2 separate regions of the Mus musculus genome follow, and region 2 is linked to region 1. A link is a contact called in public Hi-C data. All regions are on one chromosome and are shown on one strand. Each heading gives the region's core, a stretch centred on a gene start, on an enhancer-like site or on the middle of the called end of the contact. The rest is flanking DNA. Distances are from core to core; before and after follow the strand shown.

The links. A called contact is a pair of places that touch in the nucleus more often than the background predicts.
Region 2: a Hi-C map of the N1E-115 cell line shows a contact between it and region 1, with 7 times the contacts expected there. The contact joins two enhancer-like sites. A contact is called at or near these places in 2 of 39 promoter capture datasets (the C10 cell line and hippocampal neurons), 1 of 15 datasets of contacts at CTCF or cohesin (stem cell-derived epiblast-like cells), 16 of 484 Hi-C or Micro-C datasets (the AtT-20 cell line, the N1E-115 cell line, the P5424 cell line and 12 more) and 1 of 9 other capture datasets (embryonic stem cells).

Annotation. Positions count from the first base shown.
Region 1 is chr4:110,126,351-110,131,450 of GRCm38.p6, forward strand. No RefSeq gene overlaps it. Among named protein-coding and RNA genes, the nearest start is that of Gm33070, 24 kb to the right of the region's middle. Within about 2 kb of position 2,766, at least 25 of the 459 cell types and tissues checked have an H3K27ac peak or open chromatin away from gene starts, as enhancers often do. A contact at or near this core is called in the N1E-115 cell line, where this site is marked.
Region 2 is chr4:111,617,961-111,623,060 of GRCm38.p6, forward strand. All of the region lies in intron 11 of Agbl4 (ATP/GTP binding protein-like 4), which reads left to right. Among named protein-coding and RNA genes, the nearest start is that of Spata6, 99 kb to the right of the region's middle. Within about 2 kb of position 2,096, at least 1 of the 459 cell types and tissues checked has an H3K27ac peak or open chromatin away from gene starts, as enhancers often do. A contact at or near this core is called in the N1E-115 cell line, where this site is marked.

The sequences.
Region 1 (5,100 bases), core at 1,516-4,015:
GAGGAGAGGAGAGGAGAGGAGAGGAGAGAGAGAGAGAGAGAGAGAGAGAGAGAGAGAGAGAGAGAGAGAGAGAGGCAACCTTAGGGAGCAAAGGAGAAAGAAGGACAAAGGCCCCATGGTTTGAATGCTTCTTGGCAGTAGGTCAAAAGGTTTAAAAATGTTTATAGCATGTGCCCTCATAGCCCATATTTGGGAACCTGGCCCATATCTGTCAAAAAACATAATTCTAAATAAGAGACTGATTATCATGTCAAATGATCTGAAACAATTTAAGCATCTAGCCACAGGTAAAGGCAAGTCTGGTGTTGACACTTTACAGTATACAACCATGAAAAATGTTTCTTCAGATGACACAGTGACCAGGGTTGTGATGCAATGATAAATAAAAAAAAAAAAAAGAAGATCAAACTGTATGAGTAATACAATCACAAAAAGTTCTAAACTGCAGGAAATGCACAAATCCACAGTCACCATGTTACAATAATGAAATTGTAGATACTTTTCTTTACTTTTCTGATGGGCAGCAATGTATTACTTCAATGCTATTTCTGTGGTACTTGGTTTCCTAATTAGGTTGTACAGATAACCCTCTTTTTTTTTTTTTTAAATCAGGGTGGCTATTTTGAGGGATACACATGATGGTCCTATCACAGAGCCTGTGCATAGGAGGTGACCAAGGTATGTCAATCATTCCCTTGGTGTTTATTCTACTTCTTACACCCTGACATCTGACTTACTGAGGTTTGCACAGTAAGAGTGAGGTAGCTAGGTGCAAATCAGTAATCTTGAGGCGAGGGATCTCAGAGTCAAGGGTAGACACACTGTCTTTCCATCATGATACCATCTGAAAGAAGGAAGGAAGGTCAGACCCTCCTGTGAGGGTCACCTGGGTGTCAAACCTCAAGACAGCCTCTGAAATATGCTTTTCCACCTTGGTGTCTTTGGGAAACACACTCCACCATGGTGGCTTTCTGGACAGTTTCTTCCCAGGACTTTGGTGAGTGGCAGGTTTCTGTATTGATGCTGCCAGATGGGTCCACAGATCAACCATGCTTTTATCTGTTTGATCATCCATTGCTCATTTGCTTATTCACTGAGCCCTAATGAGATGTGCCTGCAGTAGACCCTTACAGGTGTAGACTCTGTTACTAGGTGGGGTGGGATCTGTACAATGGGCTCTCTTGTTCTTTAACTCACCTCAAATCTTCTCTGCACAAGGCACTCATTGAAAAACACAACCACTGACTGTCAAGTAACAAAACACAGAGGAGTGACCCCTCCAATATTCAGTTGTTGCCCTGGCTCTGCTGGTCCTGTCTTCAGTGTCTCTCTAGAGTTCTTCTGCTTCAGCTCTTGGAGTCATGCTCTTGGCTGGAGTTATCTTTGTAAAACATAGCTGACCTCAAGACAGCATCCCTGCCTCCCAGCCTGGCAGTGTAGATCTCTTGTAATTGGATTGTTCAGTGTGCACCCAAACACACAGCCAGTTCTTGCTCCTTGGGCTGTGTGTTCTTCCTGCTTTTCTTTTTTCTTACACAGCCAACTCTTAAAACCCAGTTCACATTCTGCTCAGCTTCAGCTTCCCAGACTCTGCAGTCACTGGCTTCAGCCCTGCAGTATTTCCCCAGTCTGGCCCTCTTCCTCTGAGGTCCAAGCATAACCTCAAGGCACAGACAGCATCTTTCCATTTCTGTGCCCTCTAACCTTAGCTCAGAGGCTGGCTCAGGCAATTCAGAGTATTTGTTGAATGAATTATGTATGACACTGTGATCTCATGGCCTCCATCAGGAAGGGACAACAGGGCCCTTTGACCTCTTGGGAGTGGGAAGTATTCTCAGCTGAATTCTCCTGGCAGACACTTTTCAACATCAAGACAGCTGCTCATTCCCTAGAGGTTCCATCTCTGCTTCTTTCCCCCACTGGTACAAGAACATTTGGCCATAAACTTTGCTGGCTGTTAGATTGCAGCCACAACCTCGAAGGGAGCTCATCCCGACAAAGCTGTGACCTAGACACTTGGCCTACTGGGAGCCTTGTGGTCTGGCCCTGCTTTCTCACAGCATCATGCCATATCGCATTGTAGTTTTCTATTATGACTCCTGCCTGACATTCTCTGCTTGCTCACACCCCTTTCTCTATGGGTTTCTCTCTGGTTCTTTTGCCCACTTTGGGGTCAATTTTCTTCTGGTCCACAGGCCTGCCTTGGGTACAACCCTACTTTCTGACACCTCTACCACTGAGTTTCCACAGTGTATTCTCATTATTAATTTTCCTTACTAGCTCATACAGGATCTTGGTTGATTCTCTTTGCTATCTTTAACATCTGGATTGTGGTTCACACTTACAACTATATGCATATAGATAAGTTGTGTTGAGACTCTTCCAGAGTTCCATAGGCCTTGTATGAATGGAGTATTCGGCGAGGGTCACGGCATAGGAGAAGATATACCCAACCCCTCGCCTTGCAAAGCAAATCAGATACACTGTCCATGAAGCAGAGTTAAGGACCCTTTTCAATGACATGGCTGTTGGTGAGAAAATGAGGTTTCAGGACTAGCTTTGCTACAGACAAACCCTGACTGCTCTTCTTGTCTGTCTATACTTGATACTTCACTTCTAAAATAGTGACCACAAGCCTTTTTGGCCTACTTATCAGAGGAGGAAGTAATAGCTCTGAAATATTTTTTGTAACCTTTAGTTATTCTGAGAAAGCTTTGCAATATAGCCCAGCAGTGCCCACTAGAGGGAGCAGCAGAGCAGTCTAGAGCCTCTGTGTTAAAGGCTGTGGAAAGGAGGTACCAACGCTGGAGTAGATTCTGGGCTTGCCCAGAAAGAGGAATACAGGGTACAGGATGTATTGTAATGAGGTCTTAGGCTCACCTCACTGCAATGATTCTTTCCAGAGTCAAATGGCACTTGGGGCTCTCTTTGAGAAGCAAACAATAAGGAAAAAACCAGCTCAATGGCCCAAGGGCAGAGACTATCTTTCTTTATCTTTAGGGAGTGAGAGGTATGAAGAGAGTGAAAGTGTAGGTTTTAGGTCTCTTTCCTTTGTGCACTGCTTCTATTTAGCTCCAGAGCCTCTATTCCAACACCCCAATGCCATTGACTATCTGGGGTAGGCCTTATAGGACACTGTTTTGTTGGGACAAACCTGTCTGTGTATATCCCCTCCATGAATGCTTGTGACCTGCAGAGTTGGCCTCACCGTTGATTAGCATCCTCTTTGCTGGGGCAGGCAGGACCAGACTGGGAGGCCAGCTGGAAGAGCACTCTATAACCCAATTTGCTGTGCTGAGAAGCCAGTCTGTCTGGCAGGAGCTAATTGGAAGCTGCTTCCTCTAAGCCTGGACCCAGGAGGGCTCTAGGCCTGGCTGGGCGGGGCCCCCTTTACTAGTCCAACATCACTTAGTGCTTTGTGGGAGCTGCTCCCAGCGGGAAAGCACTTAGCTCTGGTAATTGGCCAGGCAGGCTCATCATTAATTCATGACAAATTGTATTTCAGAGAGAGAGAGAGAGAGAGAGAGAGAGAGAGAGAGAGAGAGAGAGAGAGAGAGAGAGAGAGAGAATGAGAATTGTTTCAGGCCTTGCTTGAAGAAGCCTTGACTTGGGATGAAGGAGAGCAGGGATTCACTTAAGCTCATATTGACTTGTGTGAGATGCTTAGGGAGCCTTAGATTGCTGGTCCATGACAGGAGATAATGACTGATGGCCCTGTCTACCTTAAAGGATGGGTTTGAGGATCAAATCCAGATATGAGGCATGGATGCCCTTCACATGTTCTTTTATCAGGCTCAAGGGGATGGGGGCCATGCACATTTAATGCAATTTTGGTATGGGTATATTTCAGTCTACCATCACTTGGATAAACAGTAGTTTTATTTTTAAGAGTAAAACTGGGGCCTTGCACATGCTAGGCAAGGGCTCAGATACTGATTCTGTGCCTCTCTGGGCATGGATAGGTCCTGTTCATCTGCACTCAGTACTGGAAACCCTCCACCAGAATGTTTACTGAAATGTTTTTTTCTCCCCAGCCCTTTGTTTTATGAAATCTCTCTCTCTTTCTCTCTCTCTCTCTCTCTCTCTCTCTCTCTCTCTCTCTCTCTCTCTCTTTTGGTTTTTCGAGACAGGGTTTCTCTGTATAGCCCTGGCTGTCCTGGAGCTCACTTTGTAGACCAGGCTGGCCTCGAACTCAGAAATCCGCCTGCCTCTGCCTCCCGAGTGCTGGGATTAAAGGCGTGCGATACCACACCCGACTTTATGAAATCTCTTGAACTCTCAGTTGTGATTTCCACATTCAGAGAATTACAGGTCCAGATTTTCCCTTCTGTGCTGAGGACTAGTACTCTTAATGTGCATGTTAGGGCAATTCCAGGGTCCACTGTGCTGTTCACAGTTTCTTAAACATTGCTGTCTTTTTGTTGCCTTATGTCCTCAGTCTTTAAAACCATACTTTGCTTTAGCTGGGAAAGCAAAGCCTATTATTGCTACCATCTTGATACAAGTGCAAGTTCTCAGGGAGGCAGGTAATGGGGGCTATTTACAGCTTTCTATTATATCTAACAATTGGTGTAGGACTTCTTAGGACAGTCCATAGCCAGAGTATGAGAAGCAGAATGGGGGACAGAAATCTAAAAGCCAAGGTTGTAAGTATTTGATCTGTTGTTTACCATCTTTAGGACAGACCCCCACCCAATCCCTATCACATTATTAAAGAGACTTCCTAGTCCTAGAGCCCCCAGATGGGATCCACAGAGAAGAAGAAGATGCTCAGTAAGGCAGGGGCGAACAGGGAAAGCTAGAATGTTGTCTAGAATCTGGTTAATCTGAGGGGAAGAGGCTATCTTGTCATTGTTCATTAAGCATCTTGTCGACTTCCATCTGACATTAGCACAGGCACTCTGAGTTTACTATTTGATTTAAAAATTTAGCTTAGTTGAAACTACTCACTGAATCCTGATGCAATCTTGAACCCTGTTCCCAGAACATCTTCCCAGACTCAACCCTGGCTATGGCTTCGGATTAAGCTCTGATGCTGGGATGCACAGGTGCAGCTTTGATGCTGATATGCACAGGTCCTCCTGAAAAGAGAAGAGTGGC
Region 2 (5,100 bases), core at 846-3,345, 1.5 Mb after region 1:
TTAATTTTTATCCTTTGAGTTTTAAATTGATTCATTTCTCTTTTCTAAACTTTTCCTCAGAGAAAGTATTGTAGTTGAGAAAGTTTTAAACAGGAAAAGGATGGTATAAATTAGGAACACAGTTGTCCCTCGATGTTCCAAGATGGTTCTAGAAATCCTGAAATCCTGATATTCTAGTTTCTTGAGTATAGTGTTGTAGTACTTGTATATATACATACATCCTACTGTATACTGTTTGGGCTTTTTTTTTTTTGAGACAAGATCTCTCTATGTAGTCCTGACTGTTCTAAACTCACTATGTAGACCAGGTTGGCCTCAAACTCACAAAGATTCATTTTCCTGAATCTGCCTCCCAAGTGCTGAGATTAAAAGTATGAGCTACTAAGCTACCTCAACATATGTTTTAACTATAGATCACATAATATTCAATGTATTGTAAGTGCTATATAAATTATTGTTATACTGCATTTTAAAGGAAATTATCTGAAAATAGTACAGACTTAATTTTGTAAAACTATTTTCTATCCATGGCTAGTTGAATCTTCTGATACAGAACCCATGGATATGGGAGGCCCATTCACTTAATGTACAAACTACCCCTTCCCCAATTAAAGTGCTCACACTAGCCTTTCATAGCTCTTGGTAAATAGTCATAGAGTTCCTGCTATAAACTGTGTGGGGCGGGGAATCTCATATGCTAGTGGCATGAGTTAGAACCCAGTCTACTGAGGTTTCAGTGATCCTCTGTTACTTTTCTGAACTTAAGAGGTCCAGGTGATAGCCTCAGAGCAGGGGCGAGCAAGGAGTAATCCAGGTGGTAGGTCAGTGTTTCAGACTTCCTAGAGCCTTGGAGATGTCATGATAAGAACTGGATGCTCTGCCCACAGACACCAAGACTGAGCCCATCACCTTAGAATGTGATATTATATCTTCTGGCTCAGCAAGGCCAACAAAATAGTCTGTGCTATGAAGCAGAGGCGCATGGCTTCCCAAAATCTAGCCATTCTTAAATGCCCCTGGACACCCTCTCCTGCCAACATTTGGTAGTGTGATCCTCCAACTCCTTAAAGACACAGGTGAAGATCAACTCCACACCACACCTACTTTGGTCTCCTTCAGTATTGTGGCAAAGGAAGTTATAGGAATTGTTTAGAAAAAAATTGAACTTATGGGCTAAAGTAAATTCTAAACCCAAGTCGCAGGTCTCTCTGGAAGATGCTGTAGCTGGTTTGTTATTAATTTCTGGCATCCAATTATGGGTTCTTCCACCTTTCTATTGGCATGGTTGGCTGATAGAAATTTTATCTTTACTAAAAAATCCTTCCTCAGCTCACAGTTTCTGTCTCTTAACACCCAATTCTTCTTCACCAAAAATAAACATATATTAGCGTGCCAGGAATCACAACCAGCACCTGGGGTAAAGTACTAGAGAAGAGGGCATTCTAAGGCTTTTGTTCTACTGGGGAGACAGAAGAGAGAAGAGATAATTAAAATGTGCACGATAAGCTCAGTGATAGAGGAATTCCAGAAGATTAAGGAACACTTATATTTAAAAGAAGTATATGTATATCAGCATGGTAGTACACACTTGTAATCCCAGCATACTAGATACAAAGGCAGGAAGGTCATGAGTTTCAGGCTACCCTGAGGTACAAAACAAATTTCAAGATAGTCAACAAAAACCTACTTCAAAAATCAATGCTGCCACAACTGCTTCTAGTAATAATAATGGTGTATATGTGTGAATGTCTGTGTGAGTGTGTAAGTGTATGTGTGTGAGTGTATGTGTGTGAGTGTATGTGTGTGTGGATGAGAGACAGAGAGAGATAAAGGGAGAGAGAGGGAGGGGAGGGGGCAGGAGAGAGGGAAAGAGAAAGGGAGAGGGAGAGAGAGGAGTGCTAACTAAGGGCCAGTAGCAGTAACTAAACATGTCTTTAAACTCAGGTAAAGCCTTCTGGAAGGCCCATCTCAACTGACTTTTAATATTGGGCAGGAGTTAGTCCAATGGGATGGGAATGTGTTACTGAAGGGAGAACCCTGCAGACAGAGAGGCAAGGAAGAAAAGTATACACGTGTAGCAAGAGGATAACTGGTCAGGTTTGGGCAAAGGCCTTCAGATCTAGGTGTAAATTTGTAGACGGAAAGGAATTCAAACTTGAATAGTAGGTAATGAAGAACAATAGATGTTTTGTAAATAGTGGGAAGTCACCCTGGCTGTACTAAAGGCAGGGACATACAGTAAGAGGTTGGTGGAACAATCCACATGAGAGCTGCTTCAGACCAATACTAGGTGATGGGCACAGAATATTTCAATGTCGAACTGAGAAGATGCAAAAATAATTGCATTAGTGGTTACAGGAGCTGGAGACTGGAAGGCGTCAGTGGTGAATGAAGAGGCTATGCACCAGCTTTGTAGTCCCTGCTTGTCAGTGGGGGGTGGGGGGAGAGGAGCCTGGAACTATACCAGGGAAGCACAAGTCAGCTTGGTACATTCAAGGATGATTTAACCTGGTTCCTCTTTGATATACATTATTTTCAAGACTCATCTCATAACAGAGGGAGAACAGTCAGACAGATTGTGATCTTTGTTGGCTGCTGGCTCTGTGTCCCAATCAGAAAAAGAAATTACATGGTCTGATGGGAATGGCAATATGGTCTGGGAGGAAGTGTCCTCTAGACTGGGAATCAGGAGACCTGATTCTGACAACAGACAACGCAGGCCTCATCCCAGACAGTGCCCTTCCGAGAGTCCTCTAGGCTCTGCAAGGTGACTTTATCTTTATAGAGCAACTGAGGACTTTCTGGATTTTCTATCCTGCTGTGGGACTCAGAAACACCCACAAAGAAGTAAGTGCTATGCAAAGAACAGACTTTCTATTCACACATATCTGGGTTTGAATCTTGCCTCAGCTACACAGTAGGTGGGTGAGCCCCTTTGAATAGGTTGCATAACCTAACTGACCTCAGTTTCTTTATGTGTAACTGGGAGCTATAATTGTATGATGTTCTGGTTATGGTGAAGTTAAGGGAAATAACTATATACATTTTCAAAGGTTTCCACGAAGACTAGTGGTCTTTGGCATCCTAGCCTGTCCATGTTGTAGCAAGAACACAGATCTGACATTAGAGTTCCAGATGTGAGTTCTGTTTTATTTTCTGAGAGCCTTGGCACAGTTATATAACCACTCCAGACATTAGTTCTTTAACTGTAAAGTGAGGCTGACAGTGAGTTACGTCTTGTAAGGGTTGCAAGGGTTACATGGGGAAGGCTATGTTGTCCTGAACTGTTAAATCAACGTGCCATATGCTCAGTGATATTAGATATCATTCTCTCACTTTTCCTTCCTGTCATTTGTCATCCTTTTGTTGTGAAATGGTAGAGTCTTGATACTTTCAGGCAACTCTCCAGTTATTACTATTTACATTTTATTGTCCTGACAACTAATAAATATGCTATTTTCAAATGGTTGACAGAGAGAGAGAGAGAGAGAGAGAGAAGGAGAAAAGGAGAGAAGGAGAAAAGGACAAACTAGAATCATAAAGTTACTCAATGATTCTCCAGCCTTTGTTTCTGGTCTGGTTACAAGCTAATTTTGGGAAGAGGGAGCCTGAGTCCTGAGCAGGCTGGTTTCCTGTGGCTGTGTCCATACTGAAATCAGATAATGCTGGCTCTGAAGTATGGTACAGCTAGCCAAGGGAAAATACCAAGATTCTGTCAGCTAACTGCTGTCATTTCAGACCTCAGTGGACCCCTCAGAGTGGGCCTTCTGACATGTTCATCAAACTATTTTATTTATCCATCTGTCCAACAAAACCCATTAGACATTGGAAAGAGATGGGAATAAGTGGCTATGTATTTAAGAAGATAGGTTTTTGAGCAAAGAGGACAAGGGAAAGAGAATAAAGGTCCTGGCAGATGAAAGATCTGCTGGGCTAGGGGGAAGGGGTCATCAGGGAGCAGAGGGGAAAGAACTTCCTAGAAGAAGAGAAACCAGGGCTCAGACTTCCAGGGTGAATAGATGCAAACTAGGCAAGAAGGGGGTGGAGCCACCTTCCTGGCAGAGGGAGAAGTACAGGAGAGAGGCCAGATGCCAGGGGAAGGATGCTCTGTCCAAGCATTCCACGGTAGCTGGGGCTGGGCCAGGAACAAGCAGTGATCAATAACCATGGGAGAAAGACCCGTGAAAGAAGCACATTGAATATGCTGCAATAACAGTTACAAAACATTGTTATTGTTTGTTTCCACTGGCTTCCTAGATAGATGAATATAGATAATAGAACCATAGATATGAGAACTCTGGCAGGCCCAGAGACTGCCCAGTCAGTCTCAGGAAATTAAGAAGTTCCAATTAATTCTAGTCACAAAACAGTCTCAGTTGAGCAATTACTGTGTCTGGTCTGATTCGAAACATCAAACCTCTTCAAAGAAAATCATCCCCACCCTCTGGGCCTGTCGAAAATAGGCTGATCATGGTGACCCACGTTCATACTTCTGGGGGTCAAGCAGGATAAGGGAGCACTAGAAAGAGACAGGACGGGCCTCTGATACTTAAAGGATAGCATGGACTATTCCACATGAGCCCCTTAGGGACCCCACTTTCTAGTGCTGGGTGCTAGAGGACTGCTTAGAAGTGTTAGAGCTGGGGTTTAAAATCCCAATAGGTCCAGCTCTAAGTTCCACCTGGCACACCATCTTGCCATCCTCTCTTCTTCCCTCCCATGTCCTCCTGGAGGACAGGGACTGTGCTTATGAACTCCAGAGAGGCTGGGACTCCTACAGCTCTTAATTTTTCTCTACCTACAGAAACCCCTTCCTGTAGGCCTGGTCCCTGATACTAACCTGTCTGTCATCCCTGATGACCCAGCTCTGTTGACCAACACCAGCTTCTGATTGCTCTTAGCCACCTTGCCTTGTACCAGTTGACGCCCACATTCGTGTCAAAGTGTGCCCTGGCTCCTGAATGCTCACTGTTTGGCTGGAAAACTGAAATGCCATTACCTTCATTCTCCAAGCCTCCTTCATCCCCCCAAAAGGAGGTTTCGAAGGTTTTATCTGCTTTTGTCAAGTTTATCACCATAATTCGAAATGCTGTTAATATT